Regions from separate parts of the Mus musculus genome. Here regions 1 and 3 are each linked to region 2. A link is a contact called in public Hi-C and HiChIP or PLAC-seq data. All regions are on one chromosome and are shown on one strand. Each heading gives the region's core, a stretch centred on a gene start, on an enhancer-like site or on the middle of the called end of the contact. The rest is flanking DNA. Distances are from core to core; before and after follow the strand shown.

Evidence for each region. A called contact is a pair of places that touch in the nucleus more often than the background predicts. HiChIP or PLAC-seq counts read pairs in DNA pulled down with a chosen protein or histone mark.
Region 1: a Hi-C map of embryonic stem cells shows a contact between it and region 2, with 1.9 times the contacts expected there. The contact joins two enhancer-like sites. A contact is called at or near these places in 1 of 39 promoter capture datasets (hippocampal neurons), 3 of 484 Hi-C or Micro-C datasets (the AML12 cell line, embryonic stem cells and nephron progenitors), 7 of 115 datasets of contacts at active chromatin or transcription factors (embryonic basal ganglia, embryonic forebrain, embryonic hindbrain and 3 more) and 1 of 9 other capture datasets (liver).
Region 3: an HNF4G HiChIP or PLAC-seq map of pancreatic cancer cells shows a contact between it and region 2. The contact joins two enhancer-like sites. A contact is called at or near these places in 1 of 15 datasets of contacts at CTCF or cohesin (embryonic stem cells), 3 of 484 Hi-C or Micro-C datasets (embryonic stem cells and pre-megakaryocyte-erythroid progenitors) and 5 of 115 datasets of contacts at active chromatin or transcription factors (embryonic stem cells, extraembryonic endoderm stem cells, neural tube and 1 more).

The regions. Positions count from the first base shown.
Region 1 is chr14:34,296,074-34,298,773 of GRCm38.p6, reverse strand. All of the region lies in intron 2 of Shld2 (shieldin complex subunit 2), which reads left to right. Among named protein-coding and RNA genes, the nearest start is that of Shld2, 13 kb to the left of the region's middle. Within about 2 kb of position 1,438, at least 121 of the 459 cell types and tissues checked have an H3K27ac peak or open chromatin away from gene starts, as enhancers often do. A contact at or near this core is called in embryonic stem cells, where this site is marked.
Region 2 is chr14:34,548,136-34,550,884 of GRCm38.p6, reverse strand. The region is part of intron 10 of Ldb3 (LIM domain binding 3); the gene reads left to right. Among named protein-coding and RNA genes, the nearest start is that of 9230112D13Rik, 27 kb to the right of the region's middle. Within about 2 kb of position 1,329, at least 292 of the 459 cell types and tissues checked have an H3K27ac peak or open chromatin away from gene starts, as enhancers often do. A contact at or near this core is called in embryonic stem cells, extraembryonic endoderm stem cells and pancreatic cancer cells, where this site is marked.
Region 3 is chr14:34,768,430-34,771,129 of GRCm38.p6, reverse strand. It overlaps A930038B10Rik (a long non-coding RNA gene), which reads right to left. Exons shown (of 5, transcript XR_001781218.2): 4 at 2,420-2,634; 5 at 1,029-1,842. Among named protein-coding and RNA genes, the nearest start is that of Gm30969, 4.7 kb to the left of the region's middle. Within about 2 kb of position 1,294, at least 206 of the 459 cell types and tissues checked have an H3K27ac peak or open chromatin away from gene starts, as enhancers often do. A contact at or near this core is called in embryonic stem cells, extraembryonic endoderm stem cells and pancreatic cancer cells, where this site is marked.

The sequences.
Region 1 (2,700 bases), core at 189-2,688, 250 kb after region 2:
AACATGTCAGTTAATTTAGTGGAAACTGTGTTTAGGCTGACAGACGGAGATGCTGGGCTTTGTGAAACTATATACCTGCCAGTGTCCCCAGCTCTGCTTGCTAATACCTAGCCGTCTTTGCCTTTTGCTTAGTGTGCCATAAAGCTCCCTACTGTAAAGCTGTTTTATTCTTGGCAAAGCTCAGCTCTGAGTGGTGAGGAAGCTTCCATGGAAGCAGTTGGTGCGCTTTTAGTTTTTTGACTTCAGAGATCTCATCTCTGAGACGTGAGGACAGAGATAACTCTTAGTAAGAGTGAGAAAACAGTGAGTCTTCGGGGCCCATTAAGCAAAGCCTGACGTCCCATGAAGAAGGGCTATAAAGAAACGGAGTCCCTCTGCAACCCTATAGGTGGAACAACCTTATGAACTCACCAGTACCCCGGAGCTCTTGTCTCTAGCTGCATATGTATCAGAAGATGGCCTAGTCGGCCATCACTGGGAAGAGAGGCCCATTGGTTGTGCAAACTTTATATGCCCCAGTACAGGGGAACGCCAGGGCCAAGAAGTGGGAGTGGGTGGGTGGGGGAGTGTGTGGGGGACTTTTGGGATAGCATTGGAAATGTAAATGAAATAAATACCTAATTAAAAAAAAACAAAAAAAAACAAAACAAAACGGAGTCCCAGTAGGAATAAATAGCTGGGACTGTCACACTTCATGATCTGCTTTTTTATTTTTGTCTGTGCATATATATGTGTGTGTAGTAATGTGCAAGCTAGGTGTGCCTTTGGAGGTTAGAAGGTGATAGTTGGGAGGGAGTCCTTCTCTCCTTCCTGGTGGGATCCAGGGATTGAAGTCTGCTTGCGCCATTTGAATTCCAAATGCTTTCACCCTCTGAGCTCTCTATCCCTCCTCCTCCTGCCTTCCAGCTTCCTTTTTAGAGACTGGTCTCAAGTAACTCAGGCTGCCCTCCAGCTCGCAGTGTAAACAGAGGGTGACCTTGAATTTCTGAACTCCCTGCCTCTCCTTCCCAGTGCTGGGGTACAGGTACATGTTTCTTAATGTGGTGTTGAGGATGGAACCCAGGGCTTCAAGCATGCTAAGCAAGAACTAAATAGTTGTTCTAAATATAATATATTCTGATTATAGTCTTTCTCTCTCACCCTCCTTTTTAGATATTTTAGTGATGGCATTTTTGTATTTTTTTAAGAGTTCTTTTTGTTGTTGTGCTTTTTCTTTTTCTTTCTTAAAAAAAAAAAGAGAGAGACAACCTCACTCTAGCTATTCTAGAACTTTTCGTTTTTGTTTTTAGAATAAATGTCCACTTATCTGAATAGATAACAACAATAATCCCACCAGCATCCAGCCTGATGAACTGGAATCTACTGGAAATACTTAGAGGACTGCAGGTGACTCACAGGCCGCCGCTGCTTCACTGAAGAGCCCTAACCCACCGGGACGGGTGGGGTGTGTGTGGGGTGTGACTCATGGAAGGAGCATCCCTGGAGCTCCCAGGAAGACTCTCTTCTCTGCAGCAATAGCTCTTGTCTGTGTTATCTTGAGGAGGAATCTTAGGAATAGTGTACATTTTAGGTATTTCCTCAGAGTGTGAAATTGTCTACTTCCTGATTTGAATCTGTAAGTTTCTTTACTTCCTGATTTTTTTTTTTTTTTTTTTTTTAAATCTTAAGACAGGGTTTCATTAATGTAGCTCTGGCTGACCTGGAGCTAGCTATGTAGACTAGACTGGCCTCTAACTCACAGTTTTGAGTTTTTTGTATTGTTTCGTTTTGTTTGTTCTTTTGTTTTTTTGTGGTTTTGTTGTTGTTTCTGCTCCCAAGTGCTGCTATTAAAGGCATGTACCACTACTTACTGATTTTTAAGAGCTCTTTCCAGTGATGAAGTGTTTCAGTTTGAAATAAATTGCACCCAGGGGTGCCTGTAGTCCCTAGCTCTGCTGTTAGCCTTCTAAGTGCTTGTTTATTTGTTTATTTTAAAACACATTAATTAGTTTTCTTGAAGGTTGTCCTATAAAAAAGATTCCATTATCAAATTAGTTTGGGAAATCGGATACATATTCCAGCACCCTACCTCCACCACCTTAGCAATTCACAGTGAATATCAGCGTCTTCCAGGTTGATAAAGATGCTGGGAAATGGTATTACAAATCATCTTATCAAGGCCTTTTAAAAAGGGTGTTCCTCCTAGTTCTACTGCAAGCTAGTTCCTATACTCTCGAGGTCAAGCTGAGCCGGAACTGAAACCCAGGGTAGCTGGATGCTCACTCTCAAGCCCAGTTTCCTGTTCACAGTGAGCAAACAGCTTTAATATTAAACCCCCTGGTTTCTCAAAGTTGTTTGGATGTAGGCGTCGTTATTTTTCAAAACTTACTCAAAAGTCAGTCGTCCCTGAATGGGTTCCAGGAATGTTGCCTGGGTCAATCTACAGTAGTGATTGCAGTCTTTTAAATAATGATGTTTTGGGGTAGAACTTGGTTTTTAAGTTAGCATCCAAAGTAATGAGTTTCATCATGGCTTCTTCATACATTGTATCATTAGACTTTAGAATTGGGTTTTCTATTTGTGGTGTTAAAAACTGTATTTACTTGTTACTTTTTCTAATTGTACCTATTTTGTGTTCTTATTCACAATGACTTTCCTCCTAAGTTGTGGTAGGTCTTTGTTTTTGAGACAGGGTGTATTCCAGGCAGGCCTGGAACTCTC
Region 2 (2,749 bases), core at 80-2,579:
TCTTCTGGTGTGTCTGAGGACAGCAACAGTGTATTCATATGCATAAAATAAATAAATCTTTAAAAAAATACACGTCCAGCATGCATATATATGTATATATATATATATATATATATATATATATATTCATCTTGAATTTATAAAAAGCAATGATGATTTTTCATTTACTATTACAATACAAATGTTTTTCTTCACTCAAAACTACTATGGACTATATGGTCTCTCTATATAGTTTGTTTTGCTTTTGAGATGAGATCTCTATGTGGTCCTGACTGTCCGGGAACGCCATATGTAGATCAGGCTCTGTCTCCCCAATGCTGGGATTAAAGGCATGTGCCACTATGCTCTGCTTTACACATAAAATCTTAATAGACTTTGTGTGTGTGTGTTTGTTGGCAGGGTAGCTCAGGTAGACCAGGCTGATTGTTGATCCTCCTTCCTGGACCTCCCAAGTCCTGGGATTATACGCATGTGCCACCACACCCAGTTTTTAATAGACTTTTTAAAGATCAGTTTTCAGTTCATAGCAAAATCGAATGAAAGGTGTCATTTCCCAAATACCCTATGACCTCACCCCATGAACACACACACACACACACACACTTTTCCAATGCACAAACCATTTGTGGTAAAACGAGGAAGGGAATAAGTTACAGGCCTGCTTAGGGAAAAGAGACGGGTTATTTTAAGGGAGAAGGAAGGGGGCTTGTGTCCTACAAGTGTGAACTGGCCAAGTAGACTTGGGATAAAGAATAACACAAAGTCTAGGCTCCAGAACACATCCTGATAAGGCATTGATGAGACCCAAGGAAGCTTTTCTCTTGAGGCTTTCCTGACTAGAGCGACAGAATCAGTCCCCTGCTTTATGAAGCTCACCGACAACAGAACTGAGTATGGACAGGAAACATTTTAGCATGGGTGGGACACCCAGCCTGCTGTAAGGAATAAGCAAACTACCTCATCTCTCAGACCTGAATTTTCTCATTTGAGTAAGATAGGATTTCTATAACCTCTTGTTATATCTGCAGAGATAAAATAATATCTGTAGTCTGATGCCATCTCTTGCACTTCTGGGCCGAGGAAAGGAAATTCTGAAGTCAGAGCTCCACAGGCTGAGGTGGCATTTTGGAAGGGGAGCGGTACAAATCTCCTACGTAGGAGACAGAATGATCACTCAGTGCGGCCAGGAAACACAGGAAGGCGTTTGCAGAAGCCGGTAGGAGTAGTGTCAGGTGCAGACCTTTCCCAGCAGCACCGCAGGCCCTCCCGGCACCTTTCTTGTCCTGTCCCCGCATGCCCACCAGGGGGCGGCCGGGCCCTCCAGCCGCTTCTCCCGCAGCGGCCTGGGCGGCGGAGACCGGCAGGAGCCAAGGCCTTTCCACGGTTCCCAGACTGTGCAGACGTTAACTCATCCCTGCCTGGAGCAGAGGAGAGGCCTGCCTCCACCCTTCCTTCTCTCCAGGGAGGCTGGGTTGGCAACGGGCTCCGGGGGCGGCTGGTAGGCTGCCAGGCCAGCCGGGGATACGGGCCCGCACCCCGCTCCTCTGCTGGGCTGCGGGGACTTGGGCGCCGCCGAGCACGAGCAGCCCGCTCGCGGCCAGTCCCCGGCCGCAGCTTCCGGGGGGTGGGGGACGGAGGCAGGGCGGGGTTCGAGCCGGCATCTTATCTCTGGCGCCTGGGCTGGGCATCCGTTTCCCCAGAACACCTGGGGCCAGTGGGCGGAGGACACCTTGGTCCCCGGGATGGCCACGTCGGCCTGCGGGCCGGGCGGCGACCCGGGCGCTTGCCGGCGACTTAGCCCGGGCTAAGTGACTCAGATCACCTTGTTGTTTAATTACACAGTCCCGGGGCCGCCAAGTGCGATAGGAGCCCTTTGAACGTGCCAATTAGAGATGAAATATCACCTTCTAATTCGAACCGGCTTAATTCCGTCACGTAGAAATAGCAACAGCCCGGGGCTCGGAGATGGGATATCAGGTTTCTTACGGCATTTGGAGCGTAGAGGGGCGAAGCAGGCAGGAGCTGAGAGGAGAGGGGACCGTGCTCCCCGCATGTCCTCTCCCTTCTCCTTCCCCCTCCCCAGGGATCTGCCCGGGCGAACCGCCCGGAAGAGAAAGTCCTCCTCCTGTTTGTAGCCCCAGCGGGTAGGAGGTAGGAACCTGGTCCAGGATTCCAGCCTTCCTCTCTGGGGCCTTGAGTAGGGGTTTGGAAAACGAAGGCGGTTCAGGAAAGCCTCGGATAGGAGGAAGAGAATGTCTGCCCTACCGAAGGAGCGGTTGGAGAGGGAGGCAAGGTGGGCGAGGGCGGGGTTTACTTGGAAGGAGCATGCTGGAGCCTGGTTCTGCATTCGGAGTGGTTTAGAGGAGCTGATTAGGGTGCGTTTCAGATAGGAAGCTTGCAAGCTGGCTGACCTCGAGTAGCCACTTAAGCTCTCCAGGTTGTCTGTAAAGTTGACTCGCAAGTACTCTGCCTCTTGCTATTACACAAACTCCTGTGCAACACTGTGAAAGCCAGTAGCTCTTGGCAGCCACTGTTGCAAAGAACCATCCGAGAGGCAGACACTTTTAGGAAAAAAAAAAGGCAGGTAAAATTGATTTAAATACATTTTTATTTAGCTCAGCATATGAAAATTTCTGAGTTTTTTGTGTTCTTTATTCAGGGTTTCTCAACTTGCTCTGTAGATCAGGTCTCTAGAGCTGGGATTAAAGGTGTGCACCACTGCACCTGACCTTTTAAAAAATATTTTATT
Region 3 (2,700 bases), core at 45-2,544, 220 kb before region 2:
TGAGAGTCTGCACTGTCCCTTGCATGGAGCATTGTCAGTGGGACTCTGTCCACTCTAGTGACAGCAGTACATGAGTTTTGCATCTGTGAGCTGCTTCAGGAAGCCCGTCTTAGCAAAATGTATACTCATCTCAGCTGTTTTATAACTTAAATTTTGATCCCAAAGTCTCCCCTCCCTCCAGAGCCTAAACAGTGAAAGTTCTCTGATTCTTTTTTTTTCTTTCTTTTTAAGCTTTCTAATCAGCCGGGCAGTGGTGGCACATGCCTTTAATCCCTGCAGAAGTCAGAAAAGGAATCCCTTGGAACTGGAGTTATGCATGGTTATGAGCCACCATGTCAGTGCTGGAGACTAAATCCAGGTCCTCTACAAGAGCAGCGGGCGCTCTTAACCACAAGCCATCTGTGATGGTTTGTATAGGCTTGGATCAGGAAATGGCACTATTAGGAGGTGTGGCCTTGTTGAAGTAGGTGTGTCCTGTATAATGCCCGCCCGGATTCTGCCATGCTCCCGCCTTGTTGATAATGGACTGAACCTCTGAACCTGTAAGCCAGCCCCAGTTAAATGTTGTTTTTATTTGGTCATAGTGTCTGTTCACAGCAGTAAAACCCTAACCAAGACACCATCTCTCCATCCCAGGACTCGATGTCTTTGAAGGACAACAGGGTAGCAACTGACTTTCTTGAAGATGGATACGTGCCCAGAAACAGGCATGTGCCCTGCCTTTGCTCTGGGGGAAAAGTATTGCTGTCTGAAGTTTACTGGCAGACAGGAAGGCAATCACATCGTTAGCCATCCTACCTCCAACAAACACCAACAAATAAGTCAATATAAACACTAACCTCAACGAACATCTCTACCATAGTCAGGGTGAGTGGTGGCTAGGCAGCCACACCCTGGACAAGGATGGAACCTTTAAGAAGCAGAAAGGTGTGAGGTGTGGGGTGGTTTGTTATTCGGTACGTTTTATACATGTGGTTTTCGGTATATTGGAGATTTAAATTTATTTTAAAATTAAAAAAAAAAAATACAGGACGAGGGGGATGTGTGCGCGTGCGCACCACAGCGCATGTGAAGATCAGAGCATAACTTCCGTGTTGCTTCTCTCCTTCCACAGAAAACTCAGGTGGTCAGGCTTGGTGGCAAGCGCCTACACCCGGCGAGCCGTCTCGCAGACACTTACACTGGGGACATTGACTTCAAGCTAAGCATTTCCAACTCCTAGAACCAAAGCAGGCTGAAGCGAGATGACCCAGGGGCCAGTCACCCAGGAGAAGGCTGCCTCCGGCTTCTGGCTGGCCGACTGCGCATGTCCTCCCAGCACAGTGCCCGCTACAGTCGAGAAAGCCTCGGCCAAGCCCGCACCCGACAGGCTCGGGGCTACAAGGCTTGTGGGGTTTAACCTGGGTCGACCTCCAGGAAAATCAAGATCAGAGCGGAGACGTGCTGAGAGGTAGGGACAGTCTGGAGTCTTAGGAGGTGGGACTTGGGCGGATGCACTCCTCTGGGCGCTCACGGTGCGTGGTGGATACTCTGACCCGCTCCTCTTGGCTGACCACGCACGAGGGCAGTCATCCTGGGGAAACTGAGGCCGCCAAAGTCATAGGGCTCATCCGAACATCCTGCCCCAACCCGGCGCGGCATCCAAGCACCTGCTCCATCTGGGGACACCCGGAGGTCTAGGCCGCCACACATAGCCCAGGGGGAGCGGTGATAAAGATGCGGAACTCGTCGCGCGAACGCAGAGGGGAGGGAGGAGGCGTTGAGAGTCTTGCGCCATGTGAGCTGGATCCGCGTGGGTCCCGTCAACCCAGCCGCTGTTGACGACGCCCAGGACCCGGAGTCCTGTGGACACAGCATTCGGGTGACCTCGGAGCCTCAAGAGATCTGCAGCTCGCCTGCTCCAACGCCCCTTCCCCAATATCCCTTCCTTAGAACCTCGGTCCCCTCCTGCATCCTTCTGTTCTATGATACCTTCCAGAGCCTCAAGAGGGCGCTGTGGGCGCGCTGCTGGAGGCCGCGCCTCCTGCCTCCAACTTAAGGTCCGAGCTGGAACTAGCTTTTGACACGAGCTCTTGAATACGTGTGTGGGACAGGCAAGGTGACATAACCCTGAAGCCTCAATCGCAGGAGAGAAATAAAGGCTTTTTTCCTTGTTTACTCTTTCTTACCTTGAATATCGTGATCATATCTTCACAATGAAAATAATATTTTGAATGAAAAAGTATTCCAAAATAAGCAGACATAAATCATATGGTAGGAGTAGCATGAAACAAGAAACATTTTGTAAGAGCAGAAGTGTTGGGGTACACAACCCTAACACTCAGGAGGCTAAGTTCGGTACCCTGTCACAAAATCAAACCAAAAGTTGATCAAACTTCCTTTCTGTGATCATAAGGCAAAAGACACTAAGGAAGTGTACCAGAGATGGCAGTCGAAGGTACCCATCACTATCATGGGACACAGTCTCGTCAATACGACAGGGTCAATGCGCTGGTGCACTCTCAGAAGCTGGAAAGAACCCCGGTGAATAAAAACTTGCACCAGATTGGGTCTGGTCACTGCCCATCACAGGTCGGTGGGCGGGGCTCATGAAGCCTTCGGCCTCTCTGAGGAGTTCTAGGCAGTTAAGGGTTCCTGGAGGGAGGGAGACATGTAGTGAAACCACTAGTAAGGTACCCATGCCCCCGCCCACGTTCATGT